Regions from separate parts of the Pan troglodytes genome. Here region 1 is linked to region 2. The links are chromatin contacts, called in public HiChIP or PLAC-seq maps. All regions are on one chromosome and are shown on one strand. Each heading gives the region's core, a stretch centred on a gene start, on an enhancer-like site or on the middle of the called end of the contact. The rest is flanking DNA. Distances are from core to core; before and after follow the strand shown. Region 1 holds the start of ANO6 (anoctamin 6). Region 2 holds the start of ARID2 (AT-rich interaction domain 2).

What was found. HiChIP or PLAC-seq counts read pairs in DNA pulled down with a chosen protein or histone mark.
Region 1: a contact with region 2 is called in an H3K4me3 HiChIP or PLAC-seq map of stem cell-derived excitatory neurons, with 14 times the contacts expected there. The contact joins the promoter of ANO6 here to the promoter of ARID2 in region 2. A contact is called at or near these places in 1 of 7 Hi-C or Micro-C datasets (stem cell-derived neural progenitor cells) and 1 of 1 datasets of contacts at active chromatin or transcription factors (stem cell-derived excitatory neurons).

The regions. Positions count from the first base shown.
Region 1 is chr10:50,636,634-50,642,383 of NHGRI_mPanTro3-v2.0_pri, forward strand. It overlaps ANO6 (anoctamin 6), which reads right to left and starts at 3,091. Exons shown (of 20, transcript XM_509014.8): 1 at 2,256-3,091. The coding sequence starts at 2,325. LOC134807570 (a long non-coding RNA gene) reads left to right here and starts at 2,605. Exons shown (of 5, transcript XR_010148327.1): 1 at 2,605-2,706.
Region 2 is chr10:50,120,232-50,125,886 of NHGRI_mPanTro3-v2.0_pri, forward strand. It overlaps ARID2 (AT-rich interaction domain 2), which reads right to left and starts at 2,544. Exons shown (of 22, transcript XM_063786745.1): 1 at 1,696-2,544; 2 at 1,487-1,580; 3 at 293-390. The coding sequence starts at 1,787.

The DNA.
Region 1 (5,750 bases), core at 1,841-4,340, 520 kb after region 2:
AAAGGCTTATTCTTTTGTAAAGGCATAAACTTAACATTGGCATAGTTAAGTATTTTCTGATATAAAATCACTACAACCCACATTAAATTTGTACTTCCAAAAAAACAACCAACTAGGTGGATATGGTGGTGCCTAAAGTCCCAGCTACTTGGGAGGCTTAAGTGGGAGGATCGCTTGAGCCCCGTAGGTCGAGGCTGTAATAAGCCATTCACATCACTGCACTCTAGCCTAAATGACAGAGCGAGACCCTATCTCAAAAAAAAAAAAAAAAGAGAAAGGAACAGAAATCACATTCATAGATACTGGGTGTTAGAACATCAGCATATCTTTTCATTCACTGAGAAGAAAAAAATATTGCCAAGACCTGTTTAAATGGTACCTGCTGCTTGACATAAAATACGTTGAGATGACCCCTACAGTAGAGACCCCAGGGCCCCACAGGAATAGTGGGAAATGCCCTACTAATATTAACACTAAAGTATTAGTATTAGTAGTTTCTAGAGGGTGGGGAGGAGTAGAGATATTTAACTTTTTCTTAAGTCTATCTACACTGTTTGACTGGACAAAACTAGCATGAATGACATGTCATTAAAAATAAATGCCACACGCTTAAGATGAATTTATACGATGCCTCAATAGGTAAACACAGACTAGACCAAATTACTTTCTAAACTGAGATCTACTGCTGGCACAGTAAAACAAAGCTCAGAGCCTCTTGCTTACTTCAGTTCCCATGTGAGCTTCTGCCCTTATTTACTTACAATACTCATTATAAACAGTGCAGCTCACCATAAAAGACAATAATACTTTCCTGGGAAACAGACTGTGCCAATTTTATTGTAACTTTTTAAATTTCACTCCTATATTTTTATGTAATCATCAGGTACTACTTAATCTTGCTAAACAGTAGTAACAGCCAGAGTGACCCAGTGGTAAGAGCATCAATCTTCACTGGTTTTACAAGTCAGAAAACCTGGGTTTGAAAGTGTGAGAAGCTGGGCAGACCAACCTGTGCGCTTCAGTTTTCTCTCCTATAAAAACTACTACTATTTGCTCTCTCCTTAAAGATGAATAACTAGTAAATTGTTCTTAAATGAATGAATGAAATGTGAAACTAAATCATGGAGTGTAATCTCCTCTATTCGATTTGTCCCTGGACAACCAAGAAGTTACCAAATTTTTTTGATCGAAATATTCCGTGCCCAAAATGTAACAGAAATAAAAACCACACCCAATTCCTAAAATTAAGTTACTTTTAAAGTTATTAGATAACAACAGGGCTTTAGAACATCAGCAGGATGTTCTGCTTTAAAATTGATTTGGCATCCAGGAGACTAAGCCGAGTCGCCACAACAGACTGGCTTGGTAATTTAATTAGAGTCTTCTGGAGGGACACATTATATCATCATCCCCCGACAGTGTTCTCTTTAGGGACCTGATTTTCTCTCTAGTCCTCTCATTCCTTTCCCCTTCCTCACCTCCTCTCATCCCTTTTGTTTGCCCTTTTTTTCATTTTTGCTCTTAAAACAGCTCTCCCTCGGTTCGTCTTGTCACTTCCATGCATTTTTAACTCTAACTAGAAATGGGTCACCCCAGGTTTGCTCCCCAAGCCCCAGGGCCCCTCAGGACGAGTGAAAAAGGCCCTGCGGTCCACCCTGCCTGGGGGAACTCCTCCTCCGATCACAGCTCCGGTGGGCTCCGCAGATGGGAAAGGGTTTCCAGCGCGCGCCTAGCGGCCACAAATCACTTCCCGGGGCCGCCCCGCCAGGCCTCAAACCTCCCAGAGCCATCGGTCGGCTTTTACTTTAACGAGGATTCAGATGGGTCACACCCTGTCCTCCAAATGCGGGCCTGCTCCCCGGACCCCGCCCAGGGGGCTCGCCCCAGTGCCCAGGCTCCTCGGCAACCCTAGCACTGTGCGACTCGGGGAAGTGACCCCAAAGTTGCTTCTGAGTGGAGACTTCCGCACGCAGAGGCGTCCCCGCAGCTGCCAGGCTTTTCAGGGGCAGCATCCCCCGCCCGTCAGGAGCCTGTCCTCGGGGCCACCACGCGCCCCGCGCCTCCGCCCCGCCGGGGCCGCACCGGGGCCTCAGTCTGCAAGCAGCCGGGGACAGCGGGCTTCCTCCCCTGCCCGGAGCGGCCGAGCGTCTCGGCCAACCTCCCCCGCGGAGAGCACAGCGCCCCCGCGCAGTCCCCGAACTTCTTCCCGCGTCGGCTCGGGCTCTCGGGTGGGGACGCGGGGACCCCTCGCTCACCGATATCCCCATCGTCGTCGTCGTCCTCCTCCTCCATTTGTAGCAAAACATTCCTGCTCATCTTTTTCATGTCTCCCTCAGAAGGCGGCTCCGAACTTGGCGCGAAGTTGGGGGCTCCCGGGTTCCAGAACGGCGCGGCTCTCCCAGGGGCCGGATCGGGGACCGCGGGGCGTGTGTCGCTTGGGCTCAGGGGCCGCTGTGCCCAGCCAGCGCCGGGGAAAGCCGAGCCGAGGCACCCACCGACCGGAGCCCAGAGCCGGAGGACGCCTCTCGCCTGCCGAGCAGAGCCCGGAGACTGAGCATGCCCAGTGCGGCCGCCGCGGCTCGCTGCGGAATGATTGAACTTCCCGGTTTTACGAGGCGCGCAGAAGGAAGTCGGCAGGCGAGACTGCAGAGGGAGTAGTGCGATCCTGCGCGCGGGGGAACTAGCTGGAGGGCAAGGCGGGAACACGTGAGTGCGGGAGTGGACTGGGTTCCCTAAGCATTGATCCCAAGCAGGGCAGCTTTTCGTTCCAAGGTCGTCTGTGGACACACACTGTGGCTTGCTTTGTTTTAACGTCTGATACTGGAGAGGAGGGAAATGCTGCTGCAGCACAACTGCAGAACCCTGGAAGGCGAACTCGTTTGAATGGCTTTTAAAGGCGACGTGGAGCTAATAATGGGGGGATCTTAAATTACTCTAGCTCCGAAGTGGGAAAGTGGAATCTGTACGGGTAGGGTAAGATTACGGTGGAGTCGGGGTGGGAGGAGAGGCAAAACTCAGAGAATAAGCAAAAGAAGAAGGGGCGGGACGGACGGGAGTGGGGGTGGAGAGAATTTTCTAAATAAACGTGTGCACAAAGGCAGGAGGATTTCCGCATACATTGAGGTCGCGGAGAGTGGAGAAGCGCCCCCTACCCCGCCCGCGCGAGCACACAGGGAGTGGTCGGAAGATAATCGCTGAAGCGTCCAGCCTATTTGTACAATTGAAACTAGTCCTCTGTGTCAAAGAGGGAGAAGAAGCCGAAGACCACTAGAGTTAGATGTAAACTCTTCTAAAGCAATGTGGAAAGCTATAATAAGAGAAAAGAAAGTAGTGAAATAAGATTAAGGCAGAGAGTTTTTATTTTTATTTTTAATGCTTTCCTGGAAACCAAAGGGACCGATAGGACAAATACAAAGGGATTTAGTACTTTAAAGACCCTTGGAGTTGTTTGAACGGCAGGTTTTGGGGATCGCGTGTCTACGAAACTTTTTTCAAAAAAGCTGGTACATTCAGGTTGTTCAATTTTGACTTCTCAAAAGGGCTAGAAGGTATATTTGAAATCTTGGTTATATGTGTTATTGTCTACTCATTGAAATTGTTTATATTTTTTCCACTGAAGTGCTAGGGTTATCACAATAACACTAAATCTACTGTGCATGTTTTTTCTTCCACATACTTTTTTAAAGACGGTCTCGCTCTGTTGCCGAGGTGGGAGTTCAATAACTAGAACTACAAGCGGAGCACACCACCATGTGGGGCTTATTCTTAAATTTTTTGTAGAGATGGGTGTCTCACTATGTTGCCCAGGCTGGTTTCGAACTCCTGGCCTCCAGCAATCCTTGCACCTCAGTTTCCTAACATTTTTAATGTTCTCTCTGAAAGAAAGAAAACATTGGGACCAATCTTAAGTGGGAAAATAGCCATGAATATATACATGAAAAGACATGATGAAATTACTTTTAAGAAAATACCCGGGAAACACTATACTTGCTTCTTGAGGTACTTTTTTTGAATAAACAGAATTGTTTTTAGTATAAAGAGACAACAATACAGTACTCTGAAGATAGGAGAAAAAAATGATGGGAGAAGAAAGATGAGAAGAGATTGTTTCCTTTCACTGAACACTCTCCCCTGAGCTTGTGAAACTCACTAAAAGTAGAAACTTCAAAAGTGTTTTGGTTACATGATCAATTTTTACAATTTTCTTTTAACAAATTTTTGTGTAGTACTTTTTATGTGCTAGGAAAAGTTTTACATGTTTTATAAGCATCCAGTCATTCAACCCTCATAACAACCCTAGAAAGTGTTATCATTTTTCTTCAGGTGTGAGGCAACTTGAGCAACTTGTCCAAAATCACACAGGGAATAAATAGTGGAGCCAGGATTGAAACCTCAACAGCTTGTTTCAGAATCAGTGCTCATAGCCTCTTCATAAACCACCTCCAGAGACATGTCCCAATCCATTTTTTTTTTTTCAGATCACTTTTTCCCCCACCAATTCAAAATTCAAAGTCTCATCAACTCCCTGCCATAGTTCTTTCACCAAATGTTCTCTTTTTTTTTTTTTTTAAGACAGAGTCGCACTCTGTCACCCAGGCTGTAGTGCAGTGGCTAGATCTCGGCTCACTGCAAGCTCCACCTCCCAGGTTCACGCCATTCTCTGGCCTCAGCCTCCGGAGTAGCTGGGACTACAGGCGCCCACCACCACGCCCAGCTAATTTTTTGTATTTTTAGTAGGGACGGGGTTTCACCGTGTTAGCCAGGATGGTCTAGATCTCCCGACCTCGTGATCCGCCCGCCTCTGCCTCCCAAAGTGCTGGGATTACAGGCGTGAGCCACCGCGCCCGGCCTTGTTCTCATTTTTATGGACTAAGACTTCGGTCAAAGTTACTTTGTAGTTAAAAAATTATCGAAGTTGACTTTGCAACAAGTTTTAATTAGTCATTTAGAATTCTTCACAGATTTTTAAGAGTTTACATTTTTCTTCTTTGATAAATGTTGCAGCGAAACATTGTTGGCCTTATATGTAAAGGTAACTGTTGCTAGAAGGGAACTCTATTATTAGTAAATTCCATTCTTTCCTCTAATCCATTTTATTTCCTACCACTTCTCTTCTGCATTTTTTTTCAGTTGAGCAATCAATATATGCCTCAGAAATAGGATAATAGGCCTATGTAAGAGCCACACATTTAACCCTGAAGAATTATCATCCATACAATAATAATTTGTGAAATAAAATATTAATATATAGCCAGGTTATTTGTATTTGCAAAGCTTTTTCAAGTCAGGGATCACAGAACAATTATTTTCTCATTCATTCATCTGATTAAATACAACTTTTGGCCACCAGGATATTCTTTCTCTGCCCATCCTGTAAAAGTTGTTGCTTTTCTAGCTTCAGGTCTTGGGTCTCTTTTCTTCTCATCTTTCCCTATAGAACTCATTCAGTCCTATAACTTTACTATCTAGTCCAGGCAGGGTCAGCTTGATGGGCATTCAAACAGTGTATTCACACAGAGCCCTACACTCTTATGGGCCTAACGCTTGGGATTTAAATGTTCTGTGGTTAATGCCCATCAATGATAGACTAGATAAAGAAAATGTGGTACATATACACCATACTATGCAGCCACAAAAAGGAATGAGATCATGTCCTTTGCAGGGACATGGATGGAGCTGGAAGCCATTATCCTCAGCAAACTAACACAGGAACAGAAAACCAAACACCACATGTTCTCACTCATAAGCGG
Region 2 (5,655 bases), core at 1,294-3,793:
GTGGGTATCAAGCGATCAATAACAATGTCACAAAAGAATGTTTACCAAGATTGGGGCTGGGGTGTCACCTGTAACGATTTTGTATGAAAAATGTAAACGATCCTGAAATTGGTGAGGAAGACTTTCACCTTCCTACAATCTCACTTTATTTATATTAAATGTGTCTCAGTCTGAAATGAACAAGAGCTTAAGAACTGTTTGGTGTGCAAGGTTTGCTTTTGTTTTTGCTAAAAACAAATCTCTCCATAAGTCCCTTATTTCCAAATACTATGGAAAAGTCACTACTACTCACCGCAAGTAATACTGTTTTAAAGCAAAGGCAGCGTTAGAACAACTTCTGGGAAAGTTGAACTCTTCAACAATTTCTCCCCACTGATTCTTCTCAGAAACCTGGTAAAACACAGGCACAGTTGTCTGAACGTGAACAATCTAAGAAAATCTTAACCTAACTATGAAATAAATACCCATTCTACAGAGATCTGTAGATACCTAAGGCATCAGTGGGTGTTTCGGATCGATCGGTAAGAGTTACTAAGCAAGGGCTTCTTGAATCACTGTGTTTTCACCAGAGAGCCCTGTATTTAATACCACTTGTTTTGTTTGGGGGTGGGGGGGGGGGGGTTTGGTGGGTTTGTTTTGTTTTTGAAGCCCGGACAATAACCAATCGCAAGTCCCTCTGTCGCCCCCTTTTAAATCTCAACGCGGTCCGTTTACACTAAAAAAAAAAAAAAAAAAAAAAAAAAAAAAAAAAAGTTCAAAAGGATCAATACAGTTCCGGACAGCGACGTCCGCGGGTTGGTGGGGGGGCCGGGGCTGGGGCCGATTCCGATCCCTCTCCCAGATCTATCCATCTCCATAGGCCCTTCTTTGAGGCCTACAGCTTCTGCCTAGCCTTGAAGCCTAAGATGGCTATTTGGAGACAGGTCCTGGTTTCTTTTGTTAGCTGTATAAACCGAGGGCGACGGGGCCGAGGCTGTGCCCCCGGCTGCCGGGATCATTTCGCAGCCGATTATCGATGTTAAACCTGCCCGCGCTAATTTTGAGTTGCACGAAAACTGCTCTCAGAGTCTGTGTGTCTCTGTGTCTCCGCCTGTGCTAGAGCGGCAGCGGCGGCAGAGCTGACTCGCGAGCGAGCGGGCGGGCGGCGCGGGAGCGGGGCGGGCGCGGGGCTCAGGCTGGCGCCCCGCACGCCCGCACTCCCCGCCGCGGCGCTCAGACCCCGCCGGCCCGACCGGGCACCGGGCAGGGCGCGAGCCGGCGCCGGGCCGCCCGCCCGCCGGAGCCCCGCGCCCGCCGCGCGCACGCGAGCCACCAGGCCAAAAACAGCCCCGCCGCCGTCCGCCTCCGTGCCACCGGCTGGGAGCGAAAAGAACGCCTTTTGCCCCCGCGGGCCACCCCCCCAGCCCCAAGCGCCCACTCCGGGGTCAAAGGAGACTTTTTGGAGGAGGCCAGCGAGAGGGAAATACAAATTAAAACTTCCACTCACCTTCGCGAATCCGCCTAAAGTAGTGACTCTGGTGTAGAGACCGTGAAGATCCAGCTCCTTCCCACCCACCGCAGGGATTTTTTTAAAAGGCGACCTGCGGGAGAGAGAAAGCCCCGCACTTGTCAGCCGGGACCCCGTGCCCGGCCCGGGCGGGAGAGCCCCGTTCGCCCCGGCTCGCCCCGGCGCTGCCCCCCCGGTTCTGCTCTCACCCTCTGCTGTGGTGGAACTGCCGCAGCTCGTCCAGGAAAGCGAGTCCCTTTCTCCGCTCGTCCGGAGGCGCCTTCCCCGTCGAGTTTGCCATTATTTTTTCAAAGGAGGTTTTTAAAAAACCCAGATCGGTGTTTTAAAAGCGCCCCCCGCTCCCAGCGCTTCCTACCAGAGCCCGGAGCCCATTCCTCGGCCGGCGGCGGCGGGGCTCAGTCATGGGCCGGCGGTGGCGGCGGCGGCGGCGGCGGCGGCGGCGGCGCAGGGAGGGAGGGAGGGAGGGGGAGGAGGAGGAGGAGGGGAAGGAGGGAGCAGGAGGCCAGGGGGAGAGGAGGGAAGGAGGGAGGGGAATTTCTAAAAAAGTTTAAAGAAATCGGAGCGAAACTAGAAGGGCAGGCGACTGCCGGATCCGCGCGAAGCCGCGGGGCGAGCGCGGCCCCCACCCCTTCCTTCCCTCCCTCCCCGTGGCCCGGCTCTCGCCCGCCTCTCAGCGCCGCCGGCTGAGGCAGCTCAGCCCGGGGACGCGATTCAACATGGTGCTGCTGCCGGGGGCGCGCGAGCGGGCGATGGGCAAGGCGAGCCGATGGTGAGGGGTCTGGGCGGCCAGAGGCCCAAGAGTTTCGGCGGCGGCGGCGGCGGCGGCGGGGCTAGGGCAGGCGGGGCTGGGGGTGGGGAGGGGGAGGTCTGTGTGGTGGTTTGTGGAAAGCGCGGTGACAGCGTGTATTTCGGCCCCGGCTCCGCGGGGCCCTCGCACACATTCACGCGCGGCCTCGGCCGCGGAGGCCAGGGCGTCCCCGGGCAGAAGCACCAGCGGCAGCTGAGCCGCTGCGCGCCGCCCGCCTGCTTCCCTCCCCGCCAGCCTCCCTCTCTGCCGCCGCCACGGCCTGGCAGCCAGTGTCACACAGCGACCCCCGAGGGCTGGCCGCGGCACTGCGCCTGGCTCCACACCGCCCCGGCAGATCCTCGCGGGGAACAATAGACTCGACTCGCCGGGCTTAGGGTTCGTCTGCAATGTGCCGCACATTTCACACGCACACAAAGCCGGCGGAAAGGGGGGCGGTGCGGGGAAACGGCCACTACCGGTTGTTCCAGGGTTAGGGGTGGAGGCGATGTTCGCGTCCCCGGCCCGGCTGTTGGAAGGGCCGCCTCGGAGTCCCCGCCCGCCCGACAGAACCGGTGTGGCGCTCTGAAGGGAAAGGAAGCTCACCGGGGTAGCTCCTCACGCTACGCAACATTCACAGATCGGAATAAAGTCAATTTGTTACCTTCTGTTTTTGTAAAATCTAAAGGAATCGGCTTTTATGAGCCGTATGCTAGTATTTTGGGGCCTGGTTAGCACATTTTCTATGAATTATCCACACGCTAACTTTAGCAAACTATACGATAAATACAATGTGAACTGTCTGTCCTAGTTCTGTGGAAATAGAGTAATGCTCTTAATTCATCTTGCCGCTGGTTGGCTTCACATATCAAACTGGAGTATTCTATGAGCAAAGTTATGCAAACTAACTAAACTGGTTGGGAAGCAATCTATCGAACTTCGACAATAATAATTAACGTTACATTTTTATAGTAAGGTCTCTTCAAGATTGCTGCGTTTAAAATAAATATCGAATAAAACGTTTTTCTTTGCTTTCAAATGTCTTAAATGTAATCCTCGTTTAAAATATTTTGAAGGTTAAAAAAACTCTTTGCTTAAATGAGTCAAAACATCTCAACAAATACTACCACCTAAATTTGCATTTACGAGGGGTGTTGGAGCCGGCTCTTTGCTACAAATGTTAATTAAGATTACAGTACGTGAAACGTATTATTATTCCCATTTTAGTGACGGCCACCACGGGCAAAGTCACTGCCTAACCCAAGGTCACAGGGTAGTAGGGGTCTGGATGGGTTATTTCAGGTAGTCGTTCCAATGGGAACATTGCTTTGGAGGTGAAAAATTATGTAATATAGTGCAGCGTGCTTCCGGTGCTCACTCTAGGAAACGGACTTATTTCCCAACTAAAGTTTGTCTCTTAAGTGGGGTCGGAATAAGGTTGTGGCTAGGAAGTTCCTGACAACCCAGGGCCAGTGAGTGTCTCGGAAGCCTGTGAGGGGCGGAGACCCGGCCCGGGGAGGTGGAGAAGCTCGGCGGCCGCGGGAGACTAGGGGTGAGGCTGCTGCGAGGAAGACCCGGTCAGCTGTCCCTTTCCCCATCGGTCCTCTTAGGGGGAGTGGAGATGTGGGCCTCGGAGCTGCGTGGCCCGGGCTGTGCGGATTCCCTAAACGCCGCACTTGCGCACAGCCCCTTACGTAACCGTCAGTGCCGGGGATTCCCTGGAGGGGGTCATTCTATTCAACCATTATACACACCCCGGGCTCCTGCCGCCGCGCCGCCGCCGCCTCACAAAATGGCGGCGCCCATAGAGGAGACCGCGGCCGCCTCCCCGGCCCCATTTTGTGGGAGGCGAGAGATCTGTCAACATGGAAAACCTCTGCTGAGGATGCATTCGAGTTTGGAAACCCCACTTAAGGGATGGAGCCTGGGGGATCACATTAAACGGAAAATGCCAACGACTTCTACCACCTCTACGCGTTTTTAGTTTTTCATTTTCTCGAAGGAAGCGCCAGAAGCCTGTGGAGTAATTGTAACTAGAGGGAGAACGGAAAGCTGAGGTGACTGCTCCGGGGACTTGGCGCGGCGCCTTGATGGTTTTGGTTGCTCTTCCACGCTCCCGGCAGCTGACCAGAATCTCTTGGAGGGTCTCCTGGGCCACCTCGGCCGCGCCAGTCGTGCAGTGAGAATTCTGTAGTTTTAAAATGCCACAGTCCACGGCCCGGTCGGCACCGATCGCCTGAATCGTGGGCTTTGGGAACCTTGGAGGCTACTGCTCCAGGAACTCGCGGTCGGCCGGGAGCCGGGGAGCTTCGTTGCCGGGAGCGGGCGGTATTCGCGGACTCCGGCGGCCCTGGCGGGTCGCGGCCGGGATCCGAGCCGGGGATGACGATGCTGATGGAGCTGATGGGGCAAGAGTGGGAACGGAGGCACGTACACTGAAATTTAAGTCATCCAAGTTGGGACTTAAGATAGCAGGTTAATATTGTCTCAGGCGAGACTTAGAACGTCTTTTCTGGTATCCCAGTCTGCAGTGGGCAAATCTATTGTCTTTATTTCTCATTTAAGGGCAGAATGGAGGGATGACATATTTTTACTTTTCAAGAGGCGGTTGCCACTTTTAAGTCACTGTTATTTGTGTGTGTGTGTGTGTGTACATACGCAAACATATACAATAGTGTGTTTTCAGAGCAAGTATCAAAGGCTAAAGACTTGGAGTGATACTAGTGTTTAAAAGCCTTTTATAAAAAATTAAGATGTGATGAGAAACTGGAGAATTGACTTTTAAAAATTTCTTTTCTGTAGAAGAGGCTATCTTCAAAATGGAGTCCTAAAGTATATCTGATGGATAGAATTTAAATTCTTAACACTGTATATACCCTGTGGTCAAAAGCATCAACGTAAAACTTGATGTTTATCAGATTACTTATATTTCAATTTTCCTGTGGTTAGAAAAATTAAGACAGAAGTAAGCTATTAACGGTATTTGCTTGTAAGAGTAACGTTAAAGGTTTAAGGAAAGGTTTGTTGAAATAGATATGCATCACACGAATAATTTATTTTCAATGTTGTTTTCCAGTTGCAGCAATCATTTGTGTTTACATGACTTTTTAAAAAAGGGTTTAGTTTATGTTGATTTTGACCCTCTTATTTAATCTCTAGTGCAGAAGTGCAGCTTTCTGCAGGCTGCGCCTCAATCGCTAAGTTCCGCTCTCCATCCTCTGCCGCGCTACTCCTGGCATGTGGATCACCAAGATACAATTTCTGGTCCTGTCTGTTCTTATTGATGTCCTTTAAAGTTAATAAATTTGATCGCCACTAATCAGTCTGTATCTCTTGCAAAAACACCACATTTAGCATCCAAGTA